2 separate regions of the Gossypium hirsutum genome follow, and region 1 is linked to region 2. The links are chromatin contacts, called in public Hi-C maps. All regions are on one chromosome and are shown on one strand. The core of a region is the stretch at or near the end of the contact, and the rest is flanking DNA. Distances in the headings are between cores, read along the strand shown. Region 1 holds the start of LOC107891870. Region 2 holds the start of LOC107891878.

Region 1 (5,879 bases), core at 2,512-5,011, 170 kb after region 2:
ATTCCTCGATCCTCACCCATTATAGGCTCATATAGACGAGTTCAGTTCAGGGGAATACATTTCCCCATGGCCATGCGGAGATGAAGATCTCACGAAGACATAGGTACGGATGTATCCTGGAAGCGATTCACTATCCAATACGGAGGTGAAAACCTCACGAAAGCGTAGTTTCTCACTCCCACTTAAAAGGGTGTGACCAATGGTCATGCAATGCAATATGCAAAAATATATATTTAAACGCAGTAATTATTAACAAAATGATAAAGACTAAGATAGAGGAATGAAATGCAACACAAGGATCGTGTCAAGTTTTTAATCTTTGACAAAAAGATAAAAAGTAATCAACACATGGCTTGACTCTCTTACTTTGGTTTCCCCAGCGGAGTCGCCAAGCTGTTGACACCATTTTTTTGATAAAAGGGGTCGACTTGGATTTTGAAAACAAAAATAAAAATAGGAGTCGCCACTAATCTTTTTTGATGAGGTGTGATCCGGCCACCTCGAAAAATGGTTGTTTTAATAAACAATTTGGTTTTAACAAAACAACAATTTTGGTCCACGAAAAATCAAAAGACAGGTTCGGGAGTCGGTTACGTACGATGAAAGGTTAGCACCCCCGTAACGCCCAAAATTGGTACCTAGTTGATTACTTAGTGTCTTAGTGTAAAAGATTGAAAATTTGAAAAAGATTCAAAACATGATCCTTTGTTAAAATGCTAAAAATTTCGAGAAAATAGACATATTTCATGTTAATCGAAAAAGAGAATTATGTCCTGTAAGTTAGGATACAATATCTTTAATTATCGATACGTGAATAAATGCCAAAAGAAAGAAAAAATTGAAAGTTATTTGATTATCTCGAGTTTAGGAAAGAGATCATGTTCCGTGAGTTAGAACACGATCTTTTGTTAATCCCCGAGAATATTAAAAAAACTTTGTTTGAAATTATTTGTGTATTTGAATTTATCGAGAAAATCTAAACCCCGTAAGTTAGGGTACGACTTTATCGAATTACAATACAAGGTTTTACCCCTTTTTTTTAAAAAAAAGATTCATGCATCGAATTAGTCTAACTCGAAATGGTAGAAATGAAACTCGATGTTAATATGCGTACAAAACAATATTGGATACGATAGTGTAAAAGTAATACGAGTCATAGCAACAAAAATAAGATAAATAAAAAGACAAAACAACAACATACAAAATAACAAGCATATAGATAAATAAAACTAAAACATTCTTTCCAAATAATAACGAAAATGTAAACAAAGAAATAAATAAAGAAAGTGAATAAGATTATAAAAAGTAAAGATATATATATGAATATGTATATAAATATATATAAAAATCGTAGAAATAAAAATACATACAAGTATACATATATATTCGTGAAAATAAAAATGTGGATAGATATATACAGATATGTGAATGAAAAATACGTGTATAAAGATGTATATATATATAATAAGATATAAAATATATATATGTATATAAAGATATATATATATATATATAAAATAAGATATAAAATATACATATATATGTATGAAAATTAAAAATGTATATAAATATGTGGATATGTAGGTAAGTTATAAAATGATAAAAGGAAATGTGTATATACGTAAAAATAAAAATAAGAATATACATTTAAAATTATGAAATATAAAATGTGCAAGTGTATATATGTATACATATAAAGCGTAAATAATATATGTAATTATATATGTATAACAAAACGTATGTATGTATATATAAATTATAAAGTATATGAAGTATGGAAGTATGTATATGTGAATAGATCCAAGATATGTATGCACATAATTAAATCTAAAATTACAAAGGTATAAATAATAATAAGCATGATAATAGTAATAACAGTATTAAAAGCAATAATAATAAAAATAATGATAACATATTGAAATTAATTAATTTAATAGCAAAAATACAACAAAAAGGGATTAATTTAAACTGAAAACAGAACTTTAAGGGGTCTAAATTGCAAATAAATTAAAAAGGAGTGGATAAGGACTAAAATAGAACGCGCTGAAGGTACGAGGGATCGATCGAGCAATATTCCCAACCTTAATGCGCAGCGTTTCATTGCGGACTGAAATGAAATGCGCGGAAAATTACGCGACTAAATTTAAGAAAATAAGAGGGACCACATTGCACAACAGCGTGAAAGCGGAAGGACTAGGCACATAAATATCTCTTCACCGCAGAAACACGCGGATCCTAAGGGTGGACGGGTCGGGTTGCGGGTTAAGAGAGTGAAACGACGCCGTTTTGATGTCTGAATCTCAGACCCAAAACGACATCGTATAGGCATTGTTATAAATAATAAAATTTTAACCTAAAATTCATTTAATAGCCGTCCCCCCTTTTTTCAAAATTTCCTTCTTTTATTTTTCCTCTGGATTTCAGACCAGATGGCGGCCAGCTTCTGCATGTTGCCATCATAGCTTCATCGTGGCTCTGCCGTGAGCGGTGATCGGAGCCAGAAAAAGATGGGCTTTCAACCCTGTTCCCGAATCCTTTTAAAGACCCGACTCTCTGGACCCAAGAGGCTGAAAAAGGAGGGGTCTTTCGTACCCTTTTCAGTTCGATTCCAACATTGAAGAAGGTTTCCAGTGACGGGCTTTCGAAACCGGTAAGTACTCCTTTTCCTTTCCTTTTTCGTTTTGTTACAAATGAGTTGTAAAAATAAAAATACAAATACAAATACAAAAAAATAATAAAATAAAATAAGAGAAACACAAGAACAGGAAAATAGAAGCACTGGAGTCAACCTTTTTCTTAAAGCTTTTTGATCTGCTTTTCATTAACCAGTTGTAAAAGAAGAAGTCAAATACAAAAATGGTGTTTGGCTTTTATAGCCGATCTGTTTCTATTTTTTCCTATTATTTTTGCTGCTTGCATGTTCTCTTTTATTTTGCAGGGTTGCTGGAGCAGATGGGCAGAGGGTAGGTGCGGCACTGGACGTGACGGTGGCGTAGAAGTCCGAGGGTCAGAAGACCCTAGGTACGACGCCTTGGGTTCTTTTGTTTTCTGCTAGGATTTTTTCTTGTTTTGGGTTTCGGGCTAAGGTATTGGGTAGTTGGGCTTTGTTGTAATGGGTTGTTTGGGTTAGTTATTGGGTAGGTTTTTAAGTGTTTTATTTGTAATGGGCCCCGGGCAAAATGGGCTTGTACAGGCATCATTTATCAAGTTCAAAAATGTACTTTTTTGCACTTCGAAAAATCTAGATGGCGTTAGCCGTTAAGTAGTAAGTATGGAAGGATTAATTAATTAAGAGGGGCTAGGCTATAGTCTAATTTAAAAAAATAGGCTTGAGTCCTAACTCAGCCCGACCCACCCAAATAACTCACTCTACTATTTTAAAAAATAAAATATCTAATATTAATTTTTTTATATTATATGCTTAAATTTAAATAAAAATATATTTCAAATTATTCAATTTAAATTCGGACAGAACCAGATTCAAAGACAAAATATCATTGCCAAATGGACCGATCTAATCACGTAGCCCATAAACAAGTTGAATTCAAACGCCATATAGCCCGGTCTGAGCTGGGCCTACCCAACAGGGCGGATGAGAGGTCAATTCAAATTTCTTTTTCAAAGAAGTCAGTTCAAAATTTATATTGTTATTTATAACATTTTTAATTTTAAAAGTGTCTAAAGTAGCCTGTTATCCAATGCGGCGAGGACCACATCACTATAATGCAACCCCCTGCGCATATATTAACGCAAAAGAGAAAAACCGTCAGTTTTTTTGTTTTCGTTTTATTTTTCCTTCCCAATTTTGCTCCGCCACAACGCCAACTCATCTCTTCTCTCCACCTAGGGTTTCCATTTCCGCCATTGCAGCTCTTTCCTGAACTTTTAGTTTCACTCACATTGCATCGGGATTAGCGCATTGTTTTGAGAACTAATTCCAATTTTTTTTTAATTTTCTCCGCAATTTTAGGGTTTTTTCCCCAAAATATTTATGGTGTGGATCGAGGTGAGTCTTTATTCTTTATTCTTTATCATTTTCATATTCTATTTTTATAGGGTTTTTTTTTTATTTTTAAAAAAAATTAATTTTTTTATCGAGCTATAATTTCTTGTATTTTCTTTATTCTGGATTGCATGACTGCATAAGATTTTTTTTTTGTATATGTGAATTTACAATGTATATAATTTTTCCTCGTTTTTAGTTTAAATTTTGTTTAATCACATTTTTTTTACATTTGAGTTTCCTTTAATTATTTAAATTTTATTTCTTTTAAAAAATTAATATGAAAAGGAAATGGTTAATAATATACAATTTTACAAACATGATAGTTATCAAAATTTTTAACTCCTGGAATTGCCAGCATTTATTGAAAAACAATAAATTTTAAACGCGTGGAATTATTATTAGTATTAGTATTTTGATGCTATTAATTATGAGCTATACATTGCTGTAGTAACATTGTGGTGATTTTATCTGCATTGCTCATTGCAGTGTATAGATTCGGAGCTAGCTTTGTGTCTCAATGGTATGCTCACTGGGAAGTGGTAGAATGGCGGTTATGGCTAGGCTTCTTGAAGCAGGAAGCATCTCGCCGAGTATAGCAGGTACACTATTATTACACGGCATGAAATATCGGAATGTGTATGCTTCCAATATGTTACTTCAATTCGGGTGTGAAAGATAGAGTATGTGACTGGCACGTGTATGCCTTTTCTTAACAAGTTTCCTTGTATTTAGAGCGTCTTGGGATTATATCCTCACATCCACGTCCATATGTGTCCAACATGGGTATTTCAAGAAAAATGAAGAGTTGAAGCAACGCATATTGTTTTGATATCCTATGTGTTATGCAAATTTTAATAATTTGCACTCCTTGGTTGCATGGCCAAATTGAAATGGTGTGGTCTAATTTTGTGAGCAATCAGTAATTAGTTTCTAGGAAGTGAAATAGAACGTTGCAAATGAAGTGACATAAGAAAAATGATTAAAGAAAAATCTCAATTTTGCATCACCGTTTCTTACTTTTATTCTTTTATATTGTACATGACTGTCATGTTCTGAATGCTTTAAGGGTATGTTGTGTCATAAAATTGGTCTCTTCTTTTTGAAACTCTGTAATTATTCTTTCTTTTTGAGAAGGTCTCTGTAATTATTATAGTGAAGTTAGTGGTAGCTCTGCTCCACCACAAAAAGAGAACCCACAACTTCTGTTTCTCCATGAATATTTTGCACTTTTGATCCATTTACTAGATCTTTTTTATTTGTTTTTGTTCTCTCTCTCTTTGTCTTATTCAAGCATGAAAATAGATGTGTAAAGCGCTTGATTCGCTTTTAAAATAGTTAAAACAAAAGAAGCATGCTGTCAAATTTATGTAACCGCACCTTAAACTTGACCATTGTTGCTTGCACTCGGAGGATGAGTTATCAAATTTAGGTCTTACTGTTCAAATGAATTGGATATGTCGGTCCAATTTATTAAACAACATGGTATTGACATTGTCCTTGCTGTTGGCAGAGGAGGTTGGCAATAAAAAATTAGCTGATCAATACATTTACAGAGAATTGCAGGAGGCAGATGAGGCAAATTTACTTGATGAAGAAGGTGATGCTGTGCGGAATAATGTTTGTTTTATTGGTTTTTCAATTTAATGATGTTTCTCTTGCACCAAATTATATGGGCCATGCTGTGTTCATTGTTTATGATGGCACGTTGATTTTTCTCACAGATATGCATGTCTTTGGCTTGAAGCCCATGACTGATCCTTTAAATTTGGTGAGGTTATCTGAGCTATGAAATCTCAGTTCTCTTTGACATCATGTATAAAACTCTTTCATCTAAAGAGTTGTTTCTGTTAATGCTCTCTCTGATCTATAACTA
Region 2 (6,349 bases), core at 974-3,473:
AAATCTTTATTATTTATTGTGTGAGATAATAATCAAATCAAATTTAAACAAAAGAAATTAACTGAAATACTTTATGATTATCTTGACAATCATTCTATCAAATGTAATTAAAAACATACCCACAACAATTTAATCAAAACGGTTTTTCTTTTCTGAAAAAACCCCTCAACTTTTAAGCATTTTTTCCAACCAACAAAATATAATTGCAGAAATAAAACTTAAAATCTAAAGATCTACTAACAAAGGGAAATTTCAAGAATACCCTTTACTTTGCAAACTATAACAAAAGAGGGATCTAATAAAATTAATCTGCTCCATTTGGCCCCTAGTTTTTATCTTCTTCTTTTTTTACTTTACAACAAGGGACAAGATTGCAAATCTCTTACAAACTTTCTTTTTTCACAATTAAAAACTCAACCCCACAACTAATTCTCCCCCCTAATATTATATATCAACCCCGTTAATTGTCCCTTCTTTTCATAATCATCCCCATAAATTAAAGCACAGCATTTTAGCTTCTTTTTATTTTTCACAACAGAGTAGAAAACATTTCAAAGCCCCCATACCTAATATTCCCCTAATATTTTTATATCAACCCCCTGATTTGCCTTCCTTTCTCATAATCATCCCCATAATTAAAACGCAGCTTTTTAGCTCCGTACTACCCATAACAACATCAACATGGAATATTTCCCTAATCGCCCCTAATGTTATCTCGATTTTCAAATCCGCCCTCCGTTTTTGAAAAAATATTACGGAGGTAATCGGATCTTGAAACTACCGGAGAGTTCTAAATAGAGACGAAACGATCTTATTCTGGATCCAAATATATCTACTCGGATGAACATAATCAGATCTCAGATGTCAAGTCGGAGTATACGCCTGAGATCCCTAGTGGCCGAATCATCGATCGGAACATGCTTCTTCTTCGAGAAAGAAGGCAAAGGAAGAGAACTCGGTTCCGGAGAGACAGCGAAAGCCGATCCAGCGTACACGTCGGATTTTCCGGTCACCGGAGACTTGATATCCACAAATCTGATCTGTTTCGAAACCATTTCTGGATCTGGACCTAACCGATCCGTCCCCGTGGCGACCAACCCGTCTTCCTTTCCACCGCCGTTGTTGCTCTTGATCTTCGAATCCAACGACTCTCCGCGCCTCAAAATCGTAACCTTCTCCATCTTGAAATTGTTCGCCACCGTCTTCAAGTCATCGACGGAGCCAGATCTCTTCGAAACCCGCTGCTCCGACCCGACTCGCTTCCTCTGGACCGGTTTCCTGGTAAATCTAACGTTTCCGTTGCTGTTATTGCTATTACTATTATTATAATTATAGGTAGGATTAAAGCTACCATTTCCATATCTCCGACGAGAACAAGCCGTCGAAGAAACACGGATCTGTTCAATCAAACAATCCTGAGGCCGTAAAATTTCAGTCCCCATGATAATTTATCCCAAAAAAAGAACTCGAGAAAAATAAATAGAAAAGAAAACTGAGAATTAGATGAAAAAAATTTAAGAAAAACGGGATTCGAGCAATTTCAAGACCTCATAAGGGGAAAATCAAAGGAGGAAAAAAAGGAAGGTTTCTTGATTTTTTTTCCTTCAAATTATAATAATCCCTTCCTTTTTTTTTATATATTTTATAACTCTGTTGTGATATAATCTGTCCACACGAAAGAGATAAGGGAAGAGGGAATATATATAGAAGGGGAAAAAGGAAAGGAAAGGCCGACGAAAAAGATGGAGACGGGTACGGGTCGGATATCGGGTTTAATTTCGGGCTGGGCTAATTTGGTCTTTGGATTTTGCGTTGACGAGCGCGTCATGTGGGTCCTCTGTAGGACCGGGCGGAGGTGGGACCCATACACTAAAAAAGGAGGAATGTGTGATGACGGCAATCGTTTGTTTTGTTTGGTTGTCGTTAGCCGATGTTCGGACGGAATAACGGAGGTTTGATGTCGGAACGGTTAGTTGTCGGGGTGTGAGGTTCTATTTTTTTAAAAAAATGGAGATTTATTAATTACTATTAGGTGTGTGGGGCCCACATCGAATAAGGACTTTGCTTTATTTATTTATTATTATTTAAATAATGACATTGCCTCTTTATTTTTGTGTTGAACATGGAAACAAGTTAAATATGGGTGTTGATTTTAATTGTAATTTTGTTTGATTGGGTGTGGTTATAATTATGTAAATATATTTATTGGTAAAAGTATATTAGTGGGTTTATATTAGGAGTTGGATTATATTTTAATTTTTGTATATTAAATTAAAGAGTAAATTGATAATTTTTTGTAAAAAATTTATCCATTTCTATTATTAAAATTATTGTGATTAACAGAATAACTAAACAATTACATGTGGTGTGTCACACGTACTTGATTTTGACGTACATGAATCAATTTTTAATAGTAGAAATTAGTGAAATTTTTAATAAAAATATTAGTTTACTTTTTGATCTAACTCATCTTTTAAGTAGAGGAAGCAAAATGCAATCCAACTCTTAGTACAAGGGTCTCTATACTACTTTTTATCTTGTATTATTTTTAAATAGGAAGAATGATTTTTAAAGATTTCTTTTAATTCTTAAAAATATATGTGCACTAATGTTATCTTTCTATTTTTAATCATTGATTTCTACTTTTAATCATATTAAACCAAAAAAAGTAAAAGTAAAATCAATTATACAAAGTGACATGGAATAAAAAGTTACAAATTTCTCAAACTAAAAAAAAAGGAAAGAAAAAAAAACTTAAAGTGAGTTTGGTTGAAGAATGAAGAAAAAGATGTAAATTATTATTCCCTAAAATTGTAAATAACTTGTTGTATAATAAAGTGACCTAAATTTCCTTCTTCTCAAATGCCACAACTATAATCTTCCTACTTGTTTTTCTTAAAAAAGAAGTTATCCACAATTAATTAAGTTTATTTTTAATAATAACTTTCCTAATCACATATCAAATGAAAACTTGTTTACAACCTTATCTTCTTATCCTAATTAAATTTTCTAAATTTCGACCAATTTTATTTCAAATATTTTAGTTAATTAGATTTTACAATATATATATATATTAAGAAAATAGGAAATTCTTGTTAACAAAATTATTCTCTACAAAAAATGGAAATTATTATTCATGGTTGTATTTAGTTGTAATGTCTAGGAAGCCTTAAAATGTAAACAATTGACAATTTGTACACCAAAATAAAATATATTTGACAAATTCTATGCCTCAAATAGTCAAATATTTATAAATAATGAGACTCCATATGTTAAACATATTTTATTTTATTTTTTAAACTTAAAATTTGGGGTGAATCTTCCTGAGTAAAACCGAATTATTGAGTATATTTATTTCCAGTACTTTTGATTAATATATTGTGAGACATAATAATTTCAAAAATATTTTTGATTGGGTAGAGAGGGCCCATGTAAGTCCCAATAATGTTCCACTAAAAAGAAAGGAAGAAAATGACATATATAAAAGAAAAAGAAGAAACTTGGAAAAGCATTTAAAGAATTGTTAAGACTTGAGAGTTTTCGGTTTTGAAAAATGAAGGTGTAAGAAAGTAATAATGCATTATTTTCGCTCATTTTTTATTATATTATTATGACACACCATGGTGAAATTCTTTTAATGTAATAGCTATATTTATTACAAAATTTTAATTATTCAAAAATTTATTGTGTCTTAAGTTAAAATATTATACTATATAAATTTTTATCCATTTTATATAAAAATAAAAGAAAAAAATGCATTTATAATTTATTTATTTTGTATATAAAACTATTCAAATATTTTTTTTAAATTCTTTAATTGAATTATATTCCATTAATTCATAATACTAATTCCATTAAAAGTTAAATAAAGAAGATAAGAATAAAAAAATAAAATGATTAAAGCATTAAAGAAAAAGTATGTGCACATCATGGGGAACTTTATAAAGGTTTGTGCCCTTAAGAAAACTAAATATGCGGTCACCATTTGAATATTTTTGCCTTTATTAGTCACTCAATGAGAGTTGACTTTTTCGAATATTGTAATATGAAAATAAAGAAAAATGTTAAATTTTGAAATTTAAATTTACCTAATGACATTCAATATTTTTTTTTATAGATTATATGAACTAATTAAATTAAACTTGAGTTATGATATAGTAGTAATCATAATCTGATCCGTTTTGTGACCCAGAATCCGATCCACTCTGTAATTTGGAATTTAATCCCCAAATAGTCTTTTTTGTATGCACTTTTAAGGACCCTCTTTAAAAGGGTCGGCTCTCTCAAGATTCTCCACTTTTGCTTCTATCTCCTATAAACATTTATATTAGGAGGAAGATGGACTGGCCAACGGAGCTACCAACTAAATCATGTATCAACAATGATGCGGTGAGTGTGGATCAAACACAACTCCACAATCTCTCTCTCATTCTTTTTCATGAAAAATTAAGCAATAAACACATAAAAGAGATTTAGGGAGTTCTCCAAAGCTCTCTGCCTTTTTTTTTATAAGTTGTTTCCTCCCATTTTCCTACAAATCTTCTTCTTTCAACTTCTACTACCACTTATATTTTTGTTCCCCAAATATTCGATTATCAATTTGGAATAATTTTTTGGGTTTTAGGATTTGAGATCAACCGCTTTTTTATTAAATTTCTACCTACATTTTTTTGTCAAATGATTTAGAGATTTGTGCTTCTTTTCCATGATATTATGATTTAGAAATCTATCAAATTTTCTTCCATTCTATTATTTCTATCGACTTCTTTGATTAAAGATATAAATCAATACATTTTGGGTGGAACTCTTTCTATTTGATTTTAGGTTTCTTCTGGTTACCCATTTCTGTTCCAAAAAATTATCTTTCTTTGCATGTAAAGTTTTTTTTTGGTTTTTTGCAAGTAAATTAGTCTTAGAATGACAAAACACGTCAGAATAGTTGGATGTATGGTTCTACAAGTTGTATTAATAATGGAATTATTAATAGTAACAGTGTTGGTTTTGTTTTTGAAGTCCGGATACAACTTAGGTCATGCTAATAATCCTTGTTGCCATCTATATCATAATAAACTCAGATTTGGCGACTACATAAACCATCCATATCTACGATTATACCAAATTCTCTGTACTGACAAATTATTATAGCAGATTCCCTCTTTAGAAACACTGATGGAAACTCCTTCAAAAGTTTTCCCTTAGGTCATATTCAAAATTCTGCCATAAGATTAACGAAATGGAGATACCTTCAACTTACTAGTTCTTTATCATAACATTGATCAGCATAGAAGTCTCAAGCTTACCGAGATCACGACAGAGAAGCATTTGACCAAATTCCATCCCAAGGGTGTTATAGAATACATCACACAAATATCACATAATATGCCACACATGCTTCATTCAATACGCCATAAAGGCCTTACAAAACACGCCACGAATACGTAATATGCTATGCGGTTTCTCTTACATGGTCTTAAACATAACTTCATGTCATGATTTGTCAGTCCAGTCCATATCTCGCTAGAGGTATCACCATGAGTGTTTTCATTGACATACAATGCCATAGGTCCCAGCCACATAGTCTTACACATCCTTATGTTGTGTTCTGCCAGTTCGATTTACATCTCACTAGAGGCTATACCATGAGTATTCTCCTTGTCATCGTGATCTACCTGTCCATTTAGCAATGTACCTTCCTTACCAGAGGCATCACAATTTGATGTTTTCCCATTTAGCACAGAATAAAATTAACCAGTTCTGTTCATACACCTAACTAATGCATACTCACCATACTTGATTCCACAAGCATACATACCACACATCACCTTTTTCATATAGTAACTTATATATCTCACACACTTACCAAGCATTTGATATGTCATCAACATAAGACTTTCCATTGTAAAATTAACATGCATGAGTCATGATAAGGACTCATCTAAAACTCACATTTACTGCAGCTCAAAGTTCCAAACCCAAACATTCTTCACAAATTAGCAGTAACAACTGCTTAAAAGAACATGAAATCACCATTAAAACCCATTTACAAACAATTTGCTATCATCTCAAATGCAGATGACCCCCATGCAAGGTCTCTTATTCATATTTTATTGTTTATCTGCTTCATAACATCTTTATTATTTCAAAATCCTAACCTGTAGAGTTACTAGACTTACAAAGAGGTTGAAACATCCACCAATGACCTCAAAAACCTTAGCTTCTAGTTTAACGAAGAAGAAGAGAATATTTAATTTTTAAGAAAGCTAAAGTGTAGAACGGAAGGAAGAAAAACCATCTAAATGTTCCCTTCTTACCGTATATATATACCCAAAATCTCTTAGTGGATCTTGAA

What was found. Hi-C and Micro-C count contacts between places; a contact is called where the count stands out from the background.
Region 1: a Hi-C map of leaf shows a contact between it and region 2, with 1.4 times the contacts expected there. The contact joins the promoter of LOC107891870 here to the promoter of LOC107891878 in region 2. A contact is called at or near these places in 6 of 34 Hi-C or Micro-C datasets (callus, hypocotyl, leaf and 1 more).

What each region holds. Positions count from the first base shown.
Region 1 is chrD09:31,387,819-31,393,697 of Gossypium_hirsutum_v2.1, forward strand. It overlaps LOC107891870, which reads left to right and starts at 3,762. Exons shown (of 12, transcript XM_041100306.1): 1 at 3,762-4,006; 2 at 4,493-4,605; 3 at 5,560-5,603. The coding sequence starts at 4,524. It overlaps LOC107891872 (a long non-coding RNA gene), which reads left to right and starts at 2,362. Exons shown (of 2, transcript XR_001682331.2): 1 at 2,362-2,650; 2 at 2,939-3,230.
Region 2 is chrD09:31,218,528-31,224,876 of Gossypium_hirsutum_v2.1, forward strand. LOC107891878 reads right to left here and starts at 2,224. Exons shown (of 1, transcript XM_016816808.2): 1 at 300-2,224. The coding sequence starts at 1,442. The coding sequence ends at 858.